Linked DNA regions of Sus scrofa: region 2 is linked to region 1. A link is a contact called in public promoter capture Hi-C data. All regions are on one chromosome and are shown on one strand. The core of a region is the stretch at or near the end of the contact, and the rest is flanking DNA. Distances in the headings are between cores, read along the strand shown. Region 1 holds the start of SENP6 (sentrin-specific protease 6). Region 2 holds the start of COX7A2 (COX7A2 protein).

Region 1 (7,205 bases), core at 2,471-4,970:
TAGACACACAATGCATCAAGAAATCCTGTGAGCTCTATACCCAAAAGAACCTTTGGTCAATTCTCTTCTCCATTTTCACTGTCACTATCTTAAACCTGCCCTGGCTATTTCTCAGACTACACTATTCCCCTAACTAAAGTCCTGCTTCCACTCTTGCTCTCCTCTAATTCGCCCCATTAATAAAATGGATATTTTTTATAAGATAAATCATATCATGACACCCCTCTGTCCTAAATTCTTCAATGACTTCCTATTTCTCAGAATGAAATAAAAATTCATCATCATGCATGATCTGCTGCACTATTTGATATCACTCTCTTCTTTGCTGTATTTCAGCCATCATAACCTTTTCAGTTTTTTTTCTTAAACAAATGCAATCCTGTATCTCCTTGGAACATTTACAGGCATCATACTCTTTGCTGTACTTTAGTCCCACAGTTAAGGTATTACCTTATCACAGGTGTCACCTCCTCAGAAAGGCCCTTCCTGACTTGAACACTAAGTAAAACGGCTTTCTCATTTGTCCATTGCTCTGTATATTTCTTTCAGTCTTTATTACACTATTGTCATCTGGTTTATTTCATTCACAGCAAACATGTTCCAGGTGCAGGAAATATGATGGTGAAAAGAGAAAGTCCTGGCTTTCATGGAGCTTATGTTTTAACAGGACTAAAAACCATGAAGACACAAATTCATCACATGAAAAGTAAAACATTTAAAGGGAATACCATGTGTTTATACATATGAGTGTGGCAGCATGGCATTTTAAGTAGGTTGTCAGGTCTGAGCAGACCTAAATAAAGAAAATTATGAGAAAAAAATGGGATAAGACTGTTCTCAACAGATGAGTTTTTATTTATTTATATTAAGTCCTTCTCACTGAAATGTACAAATCCTACGAAAGTAAGGACCCTATCTTAGGCAGTGCTGTATTCACCTTGGTACAGCACCTAGCACAGAGTAGGCAGCTATAAGTATTTGATGAGTAAATAAAAATCTGTTTTTCAGAAAGTTCTATTGGATAGTAAGAAAAGTATACTATGTAGGTGTGAAATAGTAAATCCTAAAGGGTCTATGGGGAAACATTTGGAAAACATATAAACAAGGTAATATAAAATGTATGGCAAGTTACAGCGGAGTGTTTTATCATTGAAAAGTGTAAAAAACCAAAAGAATTAAATATAAAATATTAAACACAAAAATACCAGTACTAAATATTGCATTTATTTATTTATTGCCTTTTAGGTCAGCACCTTCTGCATATGGAAGTTCTCAGGCTAGGGGTCAAATCTCGAATTGGAGCTGCAGCTGCCGGCCTACACCACAGCCACACCAACGCAGACTGTGAGCCCCATCTGCAGCCTACACCACAGCTCAGGCCAAAGCTGGATCCTTAACCCACTGAGTGAGGCTAGGGAGTGAACCCGAGTCCTCATGTATACAGGTCGGGTTTGTAACCCGCTGAGCCACAACAGGAACTCCCTCCGTTTATTTTGAAAGATTCAGTATAGTCTATGAAAAACTGAAATCCTCCCTCTCCCTTGTGCTCATATTCTAGACAAGGTACCATTCACCTTCTCTGTGAAAATGCTGAAGGAGATGCAGTGAAACTCAAGTTTATCCCCTAGATCAATGCATAGACCCTTAAGTTTGAACTAAAAGCAACAGTTCTAAATTCACATCAGCCTTGTATCTGCTGGCCTTACTTATGCTCTATCCTTTGTACGTAGGTCTAATCAGAGCTTAAACTGTATCAGAAGCCTACAGCCTACCGTACTACAACACAAAAGTCATCTGCATACTGACTACAATAAGGTATCTTTTGTGGTTCCCAGGTCAAAACAAAAAATAATGCAGAGCACTACCTGTAACACAAGCTGCACCACTCTCAGCCTGACAGGTAACTACTCTGCCCAAACTAGAAAGAAGGTAGAAGAGAAGAAATATGAAATGAACCCAGAAAAACTTAGAAGCTTTCCACATCTTCTTTATACGAGTTCCATATAAGACTGTCATCGTTTTTACATAGAGAACAGATTTGTGGTTGCCAAGGGGGAGTGGAGTGGGCGAAGGAAGGACTGGGAATTTGGGACTAGCAGATGCAAACTATTATATATAGGATGGATAAAAAACAAGATCCTACTGTATAGCACAGAGAACTATATTCAATATCCTGTGATAAACCATAGTGGAAAAGAAAAGGAAAAAGAACATATACGTGTATAACTAGATCACTTTGCTATACAGCACAAATCAGCACAACACTGTAAATCAACTACTTTTTTAATTAAAAAAAAAAACCCTCATTTTAAAATAAAGGCCGGGTTGCATACCAAAGTAAAATTTCCTTTGCTCTTCTAATACTCAAGAAAGAATTAAGAAAATTAAGATTTCTTTTCCCATTCACCTCTATTAGTACCTATTTGTTCATCAGACTCATACTGAGTACCCACTGTGCTTCAGGCACAGTTGAAAATTTAACATAGCATACTCATTCTTCAACACCCTCTTAGAGGTACTGGGACCACAGATAAGTTGTACCTTCTCAATACAGAATTGTCTCTAGTTATTTTTAAAGAATTGCTTATACTCCATATGAAAATCATCTTTGCAAAATGACCCAGAGTAATCTTTTTTTAACAATCACTGCACAGTGGATAGACCCACTCTCCTGAATGTATTTATAAACCCAATTACCAGCATGAACAGCGAACCCAGAGTCAAATTAAGCGAAGAACAGTAGAGTTCCTGATCCACAACTACGACGAATTTCGCTGTATTTGGAGGGTACTGACCTAGGTAGGCCAAGAGTCAACATTGCTACCCATTCCCTCCATTCCAACAACAACAGGGAGCTTTTCCTAAGAATGGCTTAGTCCGTCTGCAGCAAATGTTTAACTTTTCCTCACGAGTGAAATAAAATGGAACCACGCAAACTCTGTTTGCTGGGGTCACTGTCCCCAAATTGACACTGTGAAGCCCGTTCTCTTTTTCGCTGCTGAATTATTTTATCAAATACGTTCAGCAAAACACGTTTCGTGAGATTAGCAGACAGGGCCAGGCCTGCAAAAAAGGAAGCCCGACGCTCTGAGGACAGAAGAACCAGGGAAACCACCGCCCCCCCAACTCAGACAGGCCCCCGACTTGACCCAACCTGAGCAACTGCAAACTTTCCACGGATCCGGACAAGACCCGCGTACAATCTGCTCTCGGACTCAGGCCGCCACAGAAAAACCCAGACTTTCCGGGGACCCGGCTGCGCGCCGCCAAGGCCCCAGCCCTCCGCCATCCCTCGGCCTCCCCGCTCCCCCGGCCCAGCGGCCTCGAACCTGGGGCGCTCGCCGCTCCCCGCCCCCGGCCCCTGTGCCACCCCCGGCCCCACCCGGCGGCCTAACCGAAGCTCCGGGCATCGTGGCCACGGTTCCCCGAACTTCCCCACCCCCACTACACCGGGGCAGACAGAGCGGTACCTTCCAGAAAAGTGATCTCCCCGGTGCTGCCGTCGCTCTTGCCCGCCGCCATCTTCCTCCTCCCACGCCGCCGCCGCCTCAGTCCATGGCCCAGCCCGCCGCCGCGCTCGCCGGGACGCGGGCCCGTGCCGCAGGGAGGGAGCCGCCGCAGGGCTGCGGGCCTGGCCCTCGGCCGTCAGGCGGGCGGCGCTGCCCCGGCAGGAGGGCCACACAGAGGCCGGCGGGCGCTCACGGGCCTCTCCGCGGGCTGGCGGGCGGCGAGGCCCGCGGCTTGCGCTGCTCAGGCCCCTCCCGGAGAATGCGAGCGGCGGCGGCGGCGGCGGCGCTTCCCGGGCCCGGTGCCTCTCGGCCCGCGACTCCCCATCCACCGGCCCCCGCGGCCGCCTGAGACGCCCCCCGGCCTCGGGCCCGCGGGAAGAGGGGCTGAGGGCGAGCAAGCGAACACGCCTCCCCCAGGCCGGGCCGTAAAATGGCCGCGCCGGGGCGGCGAGGGCTCCGCGACCCGCAGGCGCCCCGGGCCCTCTGCTCCCTCTGCAGCCGCCGCCGCCGCCGCTACGGCCGCCCGCCCACTCCGCCCAGACGCGAATGCATCAGCAGAGGCCTCTGCGACTGGCCGTGCGGGTAGGGGTGGGTCCCCTTTGCCACCGCCTCGCGTCCGTCGCCACAGCAGCTCCGGCCGCCGCCGCCGCCGCTCCTCCCCCACGGGCGCCGCCGCCGCCGCCGCCCGGCTCCCGAGCCGCCCGCCCCGCCTGCCGCCCAGCGCGGCGCCCCCAGGAGCCGGGCTCGCTCGCAGGCCGAGCGCGCCGCGGATCCGTATCGAGCCCGCCGCGTGGCGCCTGCCGCCCGCCTCTCGCCGGCCCCTCGCGGCGCGCACTCGGCCACGGCACTTTCCCACTAAGTCGGGAGCGACCTGGGGCTCGAGCGCGGCCCCGCCGGGCCGGTGACGCCCTTGGCTCCCTTGGCACCGCGATGGCCTGAGGAAGGTTCTGGGTTCATGGCCCCGAGTGTAAACCGTAGCCGACCGCGGAGAAAAGGTAGCATGAGGCAGTGCTATCACAGGTGTGCAAAGTGATTGCTGATCCTTGTCCATTTTCAAAGAAGAATCCATCAGGGACGATGCTACCCTACCCTTTGGTGACAGTGCTGAAAAAAAAGTCTTCTACCGAGACTTCAGAACCCTAACCGGCCCCCACCAGTCAGGGCTCGGGATTAAGGTGACCATGTCATCTTTGCTCTCCTCCTTGGCGCTTTTTTTTTTTTTTTTTTAATTATAAAAATACGGCATGTTCAGGAATGAAAATTTGGACAATATAGAAAAGGAAAGAGGTTAGACATCGTCCCACCATCGAAACTCCACTCCTTTCGGTGTGTAGTCCTCTAACCTAATATTTTTCTTAAATCCCTCGCTATCCCTCTTGAAAAAAAATAACAATTTATGCTCTATCTCAAGGAAAGTTAAACAGCTAGTAAAATGATAAGAGAAAACCTATGGTTTAGTGCAAACTTTGGTGAATGCAACCAGCCGGTTTAGTTGTCCTGATAACCAAAGAATAAGTGGAAAAATTTTTTGTTTAAAACTTCTGTTAAAAATCTCTTCCTAAAATGAAAGAATAGTCTTTCCTGATTGATAAGAGTAATATAATGAATATAATTTATTATCATTTGCTATTTTTGTGGCTTGAGGATACAGCCTATCCACATCCAGTAGTGATGCTGTATGACATGGAGTCTGTGCCAGTGACAGTTGCAATACCAAGGCAGCTGTGGGCGATTAAATTCGTTTGTACAGACTCCAAAATGCAGTTTTGAAAAGGAATCTCTGATTTTAAAATGGAAGAAGGTACCAGAATCTGTTTTAACAATAGCTTCCTCTGGAAGCTGGAAAAGGCAAGGAAACATTCTCCCCTAGAGCTTCCAGAAGGCAAAACTGCTTGCTGTCTGGCTATTATCCCAGTGAGACGGATGTTGGATCCCTGACTTTACGGAATTGTAAGATAATAAATTTCTAAGTTGCTGAAGTCCACCATTTTATTTTTAAATAGTGTTAAATTCAGGTCATCTTGAGAAAACTCTGTAATTCCAACTTTAAAAGAGAAATATAGATTAAACCAGTGGTTCTCAAATGTTAGCATGCATCCAACTCACCTGAAAAGGCTTGTTAAAATAAAACACATTGATCTACCTCTTTGTTAGAGTTTCTGAGTCAGTGGGTCTGGACTGGGCCTTCAAATTTGCATTCAGCAAGCCAAAGTTCCAGAGGATCAAACCTCTGCCACAGCAGTAACCCAAGCCACAGCAGTGACAATGCAGTTTTTAACCACTAGAGCACCAGGGGACTCCAGAATTTGCATTTTTAGCAAGTTCCTAGGTGATCCAGAGGCAGCTGATCAGGGAACCACACTATGAAAACCTCTAAATTAAAGTCTCTAAATTCCTTTCTAGTTCAGTCATGCTTGTCTTTGAATCTACAATTGCAAGTGAAATTATCAGTTTCTACTATCAGGTATAAGATTATTTTCAGAAATCACTGTTTTTCTATATGAATATGATCAACAAAGATTTGACAGTATAGATATCCCTTTACCAGGATTCAGGGCCTAGAAAACTTCAGATTTATGACATATCCCTGAAACTCAGATGTGTTTAGTATATTACATATACAAATATATATTTAGTATGCTTACAAATATTTAACTATTAGCCCTTTCTTATACATACATTTTGAAGCTCTAGGATGTTACTGAAAATGCCTTTGGATGTTAGAAATATGACTAATTAGAGTTCCCGTTGTGGCGCAGTGGTTGACGAATCCAACTAGGAACCATGAGGTTGTGGTTCGGTCCCTGCCCTTGCTCAGTGGGTTAACGATCTGGCGTTGCCGTGAGCTGTGGTGTAGGTTGCAGACGCGGCTCAGATCCCGCGTAGGCCGGTGGCTACAGCTCCGATTCGACCCCTAGCCTGGGAACCTCCATATGCCGTGGGAGCAGCCCAAGAAATGGCAAAAAGACAAAAAAAAAAAAAAAAAAAAAAAAAAAAAAAAAAAAAAAGAAGGAAAGAAATATGACTAATTACAAAACCAATTGTCTGAGTTATCCATTCAATTTTTTTTTTTCTTGGTCTTTTTTCCTTTTAGGGCTCCACCCGAGGCATATGGAGGTTCCCAGGCTAGGGGTCTGATCAGAACTACAGCTGCCAGCCTACGCCAGAGCTACAGCAACGCCAGACTCAGGCTGCATCTGTGACCCACATCACAGCTCACAGCAATGCTGGATCCTTAACCGACTGAGCAAGGCCAGGGATCAAACCTGAAACCTCATGGTTCGTAGTCTGATTCGTTTCCTCTGCGCCACAATGGGAGCTCCTATCCATTCAATTTTTATTAAAGGCCTCTCATATCTTCATTGTTTACATTTGGCAAATCCCATTCAAGTATTAGCTAAGCTGTTTTTTTTTTTGTTGTTGTTTGTTTGTTTTCTTTTTAGGGCCTCACTTGAGGCATTTGGAGGTTCCCAGGCTAGGGGTCAAATCTGAGAATATCAAGAATGCCCCCAGGATTTGTTTGTTTGTGTTTGTTTTGGTTTTGGTTTTTGCCCGAGGCATGCAGAATTTCCCAGGCGTGAGGAATTTCTCAGGCCAGGCATTGAACTGGGAGCCACAGCAGTGACCAGACCTGGTAACAACACCAATCCTTAATTCACTGCTGAACCACAAGGGAGCTCCTAGGAATCATTCTTG
Region 2 (7,205 bases), core at 1,634-4,133, 400 kb after region 1:
AGTTTGATAGGCATCCAGCTAAATTTCAGCCATATTTTCCTGTCAAGAAAATCATGATTTACAGAGCAAGGGGATAGTGAGTGAGGAACACTGGGACTGAAGAGTGTTTGAAAGGAGTACAAGTATTAAAAAAGATTTTGTGAATTTTTCTACTCAACGAAATGAGTTCACTCTTTCGTGCAGTGTTACTATTCGCTCAATCAATAGTTACTAAGCATTTCTTAGCGCCTGTTACTATTCTGGGTGCTGGGGATACAGCAGTGAACAAAGCCTTTTTTTTTTTTTTTTTTTTTTTTGTCTTTTTAGCACCACACTGCTGCCATATGGAGGTTCCTAGGCTAGGGGTCGAATCAGAGCTGTGGCTGCTGGCTTACACCACAGCCACCGCAACGCAGGTTCTGAGCCTTGTCTGTGACCTACACCACAGTTCACGACAATGCTGGAATGTTAACTCACTCACTGAGCGAGGTCAAGGATCGAACCCACATCCTCATGGATACTAGTCGGGTTCATTAACTGCTGAGCCATGATGGAAACTCTGAACAAAGTAATATTAAGCAGAGTCATTATCTAACATAATTTAAGTCCTTAAAAGGATCACTGCTGTGTGGAAGGCAGACTGAATGAATGGAAGAGTAGAAGCAGGGAAACCAGTTTCAAAGGCTTTTGCAGTAATGTAAGCAAGAGGTGATAGCTTGACCTGGAGTGGTGGTAGCAGTGGAGGTAGGTGGTCATATTCAGATTATTTAAAAGTGCAGCCAACAGAATTTTCTTTGAGATTAGTTACAGGTTATGACAGAAAACAGCCAAAGTTGGGGGCTTGAAATAAAGAAAATGGAAGAGAAGGCTTGGAAATAAGGATTGGAAAGTAGACTTCAGTTTTGGTTGTTAAGTTTGGGATTCCTATTAGACATCTAAATAGATGTCTGGGGATAAAGGGAAAGGTCAGGCTGGAGAGCTGTTCACACACAGAAGGTATTTCATGGCATTGGACGAAATCACAAAAGGGATGCTTGTAGGAAGAATGTGGTCCTCTGAAATTTAGAAATGAAGTGGATGAGTATCCAGGAAGGGAAACCAATAGCAGCTGCTGAACTAGTACCCCCTGCAAGAGTAGTGTTTGGCAGTCTCCTTAAGACCATGTTTCAAACTGTACAGACCTTACACCCTATTACATATATGGTTTATTTCCAAACTAAACCCTGAAGGGATATTGTGAGGGAATGATTAGCTGTTAAATGTTGCTGATAGATGAAAAAGATGAAAACTGATACTGACAGTTCAAAAATTAGGAGTGGAAGGGAAGACAAGTATAAAGCTGTTTTTATGTTGAAGAAGCAAAATGGTAAAAAGTAAAAGGAGGTCTGTTTAATTTGGGGATGTGCTCATATGCTCATGGAATGATCCAGTAAAGGGGAGAGTTGTAGTGACAAGAATATAAGGATGTGTATCTACTTTGGAATCTATTTCGTGTGATTCTTTGGTTCTTTGGGGGCAGAAACATAGTGTCCTGGACCTGTTACCTATTATATAGCGTTAATTCATCTGTTGGTTAGTAGATTACCTCTGTTAAGCAGTCCTAGGGGAGTGGTAAGAAACTCACATAATCTCTGTTTTTGAGAAGTTTACTATCTAGTTGGCTAGATAAAACATAAGAGCCTATACAACTTTAACAATTTCAAATTACAGACAGTCCATTTTAAAAAAATCAATATGCCCCAGCTATTGGCATCTGGTAATTGTCCCCAAGAATTTGATGACAATGCATAATAGAGTGGAGAATAAACCAGGTCCTTTTCATCCCAATCTGGGGAAGAGATGAATTGGGTATTTGCAATTTATAAATAATTAGGTATTAAAGTTGGTGAGGAAAAGAACTTGAAATGGGACCAGGTAACTTGGTAGTTTTAACCCTAAAGATTAGAAGGAATAATAATTTCAATATTACTGATTTTATCTGCACATTTCATCTATGCTGAACACATATATAATCTATTTGAAATGCCAATGGAATAATTAAGAGTTTGTTTAAAAGGTGTGAAGATATTTATTGTAGTGCAGGGTAGATGGTTTTATATTTATACCTGCTTAGGGTGGGCACTTAGAAGGTGGCATTATTTAAGCACGATTGATATCGGTACAGTCATTGCTGGGCCTAGCAACTCTCTACATGGAAAGTGCCCTGCTAGACTGAGACAGCAAGATCTTTCATCCCATGTCTGGTGTCTCGATTAAAATCTCCTCCTCTTTTCAGCGCTTCCCAAGACTCAGAAACGAGCGAAGTTTCCACAATTCCGCGACCCTGTCTGTGGAAGTGCCGCTTGCACGAGCAGCTCCGCAGCCTCCAAAGGTCTGGGATGAAAACTATTATCCCGCCGCAGCTTTTCACAGCCGCCTCTGCACAAGGAACGGTAATGCCCCCCAACCGTGCCTTCGGTGGAGAAAACTGATTGTATTCGTGTAAGAGGAGTTATCCTTTCTATTTTGCATTTCATCCAGCTCCACAGTTTATAGAGTTTGGCCAAACTAGTGTTCTAAAGAGTGGCGCAAAGGCTGCTCAGAGTTTTACGCCTTCCCGTTCAAAACACACACATAATGTTCTGCGGTAGCCTGGTCTCACAGTGATTTTGTCTAAGCTGTATAGAAGAGTACTGAGGGCTCATTCCCCGCCTCTCTGATGTCAAAAGCATTTGCTCCTCCCCAGGTGGAGCTCTCGGGAAGCTCCGGAGTGAGATCGAGGCATCGAGACATACAGCGCACCGCCTATATCAGTCACAGCCACTCGGCCGCTCTTTCGCTCCTTCCGCGGTCTTCGGTTGAAGGAGCGCAAGCCCCGCCTCCGCCCGGAAGCACTAGTTTTCCAGGCGCTTGCGCGAGACCTGAGGGTAGTTCCGCTTCCGGTGTGTGGGTTGCCGTTCGTGGTATTCAGTTATCGCGGTTGGTGGGTCGTGACTGAGCCAAGATGCTGCGGAATCTGCTGGTGAGGGCCATCTCGGCCGGCCTTCGTGATGTGGGGTGGGAGGGTTGGGAGCGGAGGCTGAAGGGAAGAGACAGAAAAGCCTCTCCTGAGGGGAAAAGAGAGGGAGAGGGCGGCTTGGGTCCGTGTCCTTTCCGGTGACCTTACTCTTTCCGTCTGTGCATCCGTCTCGACCCCGCTGTGCTGGGTAGTTGCAGGGGAGGGGGCGAGGCTGAAGAGGTGCCCGGAGTTCTGTGCGTTAGACAAACCTTGGCTTCTTGGTCGCATCCCTAACGTTGTCGGTCCAGGTGAGAAGTTCCTGAGACTCGATAGCGTCAGACCCAAAGTTGCTCTGATAGTGAAAGGGTGCAGTCTCAGGCGTTCTGAGCTTCGCAAGCATGAGAAGGCAGTTTAAAATGCAAATCATTCAATTTTGTCCGGGACTTAAGGAGCATTCGCAGCCTAAGGGTTGGGTTGCTTCCATCAGGCGCTTCTTCAGTGTCCTTCACTCCCCCACCGACTTTGAGCAGGTGAAATATTTTCCCAAAATTTTGAAAAAAAGAGAAAATGTAACAGTGATTATCCAGTAAGGCTTTACTTCTCAATATGTCATTTATTTTAGAAAGTGGAGTGCCTATTTTATTATTTAACTGGATATGTAATGTAAGTCGCTTTTTTGGTAAGACTTACACAGGAAATGTAATGAGGAAAGCATTTCAATGAAGCAGGAACCATGCCAGTTTATTTTGATGTCAAGTAATAGGTTTTTAATAATGGTAAGTATTAAAAAAAAAAAAAAAAAAAGACTTTGGGAGTTTCCATTATGCCACAGCGGAAACGAATCTGACTAGGAACCATGAGGTTGCGGATTGGATCCCTGGCCTTGCTCAGTGGGTTAAGGGTCCGGCGTTGCTGTGAGTTGTGGGCTACGTCGCAGACGCGGCTCCGGATCCTGCGTTGCTGTGGGTCTGGCATAGGCTGGCAGCTACAGTTCAGATTAGACCCCTTAACCTGGGAACCTCCATATGCTGCGGGTGCGGCCCTAAAAGGACAAAAGACAACAACAACAAAAAAGACTTTGACCTTAGTGTATTTTGTAACCAGTCTTTATTTTTTATTTTTAGTTTTTTTGTCTTTTTGCCGTTTCTTGGGCCGCCCCCATGGCATATGGAGGTTCCCAGGCTAGGGGTCGAATCGGAGCTGTAGCCACTGGCCTACACCAGAGCCACAGCAACGCGGGATCCCAGCTGCGTCTGCAACCTACACCACAGCTCCTTAACCCACTGAGCAGGGCCAGGGATCGAACCCGCAACCTCATGGTTCCTAGTCAGATTTGTTAACCACTGAGCCATGACGGGAACTCCCAGTCTTTATTTTTTAAATATCTATATATCAGTATGTTTCCCTCATAAGTTCAGGTAAGGATCTCCTTGAATGTGGTCTTTAGATGCTTCAGAATGTAATGTAAAGAGCGGTGACTGGGTAACAAATAGGAAAACCTTGTACTTATCTAAGACTTTGTTTATTGACAAATCAGATATGTTTTAACTTTCTGTTTCCCTTTTCTGTAGTGTTAAAGATTAGATGTGTCTGGTTTTGAAGGTTTTTAAGCCCAAAATCTGTTTAATGCATATGGGTTTTTTATTTCAGGCTCTTCGTCAGATTGCCCAGAGGACCATAAGCACTGCTTCACGCAGGCAGCTTGAAAATAAAGTTGCAGAGAAACAAAAACTATTTCAGGTACTGAAGTGTTTTATAAGAAATTGTTTTTTGTTCTAAGTAGATTACCAAAAGTTGGAGATAGAAAGTAAACCTGGAGAGTTCTGATTGTTAGCAATCCTGTTGTATTAGCAGAATAATAAACAGTCTATGGATAGCTAACTGGACAAGTTCTATAACCAGGAGGCCCTGGGAAAGCAGAAGAAATATGGGGGGAGGGTGTAGGTCAAAGACACTTTCTTTTGGAGGAATCACATTGGGTTGGCCCTCTTTGGGGTAGATGCCCAGTCATAGACAAAGAGACCATAGAAAGGGCCTGGGAACAGAATGGATGTATGTGTAGAAACTCAATATATGCTCTAGAAGCTATTTCATATTGGTGGGGAAAGGATACAATAAATTGGTATTGGAAAAACTGGCTGTTTTGAAGAAAATGAAATTACATCCCTTCTGTGTTATATATTGAGAGATTAATTGCAGATATAAATATTTCTCCCTCAAAAAATATTAAAAGAAAACATGAGACAGAGTTCCTATTGTGGCACAGCAAGTAAAGGAGCTTCCATATGCTGCTGTTGCTGCCAAAAGAAAAACATAGCAGAGTTTTTTCCAGTTGTATTGAGGTACAATTAACAAGTAAAAATTGTATGCATTTATGTCGTACCTGATTTTTAAGGTGTACGGTGGGGTGTTTAATGATGACCACAGTTAAGTTTGGTCTTAGGAGTCATCCTAAGGCAGTCTCTAGAAAGCCTGGAGGTTTTAAAGGAGAAAAGTTTCTTTTTTTATTGTTATTTTTTGTATTTTTAGGGCCGCACCCACGGCACATGGAGGTTCCCAGTCTAGGGGTCAAATTGGAGCTGTAGTTGCTGGCCACAGCCGCAGCATCGCCAGATCCTTAACCCACTGAGTGAGACCAGGGATCGAACGTGTGTTCTTATGGATGCTAGTCAGATTTGTTTCCACTGAGCCAGGACGGGAACTCCTTAAAGGAGAAAAATTTCAAGCCTTGGTAACATGAAAATTGAAAATGTATTTATGGTTACAAGAGAAGTGAAAAATTGAGAGCATATTTTTAAAATTAACAACATATTTAATACTAACAAAAGGCTAATATTGTGAGTATACAAAGAGCTCCTATAAATCAGTAAGCAATGCAAATTAAAATTGTAGGCTCCTACCTTTTCTTACCTGATTGTCCAGATGTTAGAGAGATTTAAGATAGGTTATGATAGGCAGGTGTGGGAGATAAGATGTTGCTGTACAGTACTCTGATACATGCTAGGTAGTGGTATTGGTAGTGGTATCTCAGAGCAGATTTGAAAGTATCATTCATTAGAAACAAATTACATACTTTATTATCTAGGACTCTTACTTTTAAGAATCTTTCCTACAGAATAATAGCATAAATATATAAAAATAGGAGATAAGCTCTATTCATTATGGAATTTTAATACCAAAAAAAAAAAAAAACCAATAAGCTAAATACCCGTTAATAGAGGACTGGCTTATTTAATTGTAATATTTGCACAGGGGAATGCTGTGTAGCCATTAAAAGAAGCAAAATAGGTTTAAATGGACTAACAGTAGTTTTTGAATAGTACTGAGTGAAGAATAGTAAGCAATAGACCATTATATAGCATAAGCATTTTGTGCATTAAGCAAATATATGCATAAATTAAAAGCTATGACAATATAAGCATTAAAAAATTAAGGATATGGGAAATTCTCTGATGGCCTCAAGGGTTAAGACTCCTGCGTTTTCATCCCTGTGGCTTAGGTTACTGCCCTGTCGCAGGTTTGATCCTTGGCCCGAGGATTTCCACATGTTGCAGGTGTGGTAAGAAAGAAAGGATCTGAAATAAGACGTTTCAACTCTCATTAAAAAAAAAAAAAAAAATGGCCATCATTAAAAGGTCCACAAATAGCAAGTGCTGGAGGGGTTGTGGAAAAAAGGGAACCCTCCTGCACTGCTGGTGGGAATGTAAACTGGTACAGCCACTGTGGAGAACAGTTTGGAGATACCATAGAAATGTATACGTAGAACTTCCATATGACCCCACAATCCCACTCTTGGGCATATGTGAACAACATAATGCCATTTACAGCAACATGGATGGAACAAGAGACTCTCATACTGAGTGAAATGAGTCAGACAAAGACAAATACCATATGATATCACTTATAACTGGAATCTAATATATAGCACAAATGAACATCTCCACAGGAAAGAAAATCATGGACTTGGAGAATAGACTTGTGGCTTCCTTGGGGGGAGAGGGAGGGAGAGGGAGGGAGTGGGAGGGAGTGGGAGGGAGTGGGAGGGATCGGGAGCTTGGGGTTATCAGATACAATTTGAAATGGATTTACAAGGAGATCCTGCTGAGTAGCATCAAGAACTGTGTCTAGATACTACATTGCAACAGAACAAAGGGTGGGAAAAAAATATATACATGTAAGAATAACTTGGTCCCCATGCTGTACAGTGGAAAAAATAAATAAAAAAAAATTAAGGATATGTATTATACTT

What was found. Promoter capture Hi-C pulls out the DNA fragments that hold promoters and counts their contacts.
Region 2: a contact with region 1 is called in a promoter capture Hi-C map of liver, with 2.2 times the contacts expected there. The contact joins the promoter of COX7A2 here to the promoter of SENP6 in region 1. A contact is called at or near these places in 1 of 5 promoter capture datasets (liver) and 1 of 2 datasets of contacts at active chromatin or transcription factors (alveolar macrophages).

What each region holds. Positions count from the first base shown.
Region 1 is chr1:90,296,261-90,303,465 of Sscrofa11.1, forward strand. It overlaps SENP6 (sentrin-specific protease 6), which reads right to left and starts at 3,721. Exons shown (of 24, transcript XM_021092294.1): 1 at 3,471-3,721. The coding sequence starts at 3,522.
Region 2 is chr1:90,693,863-90,701,067 of Sscrofa11.1, forward strand. It overlaps COX7A2 (COX7A2 protein), which reads left to right and starts at 2,884. Exons shown (of 4, transcript NM_001097484.1): 1 at 2,884-2,980; 2 at 4,607-4,696. The coding sequence starts at 2,963.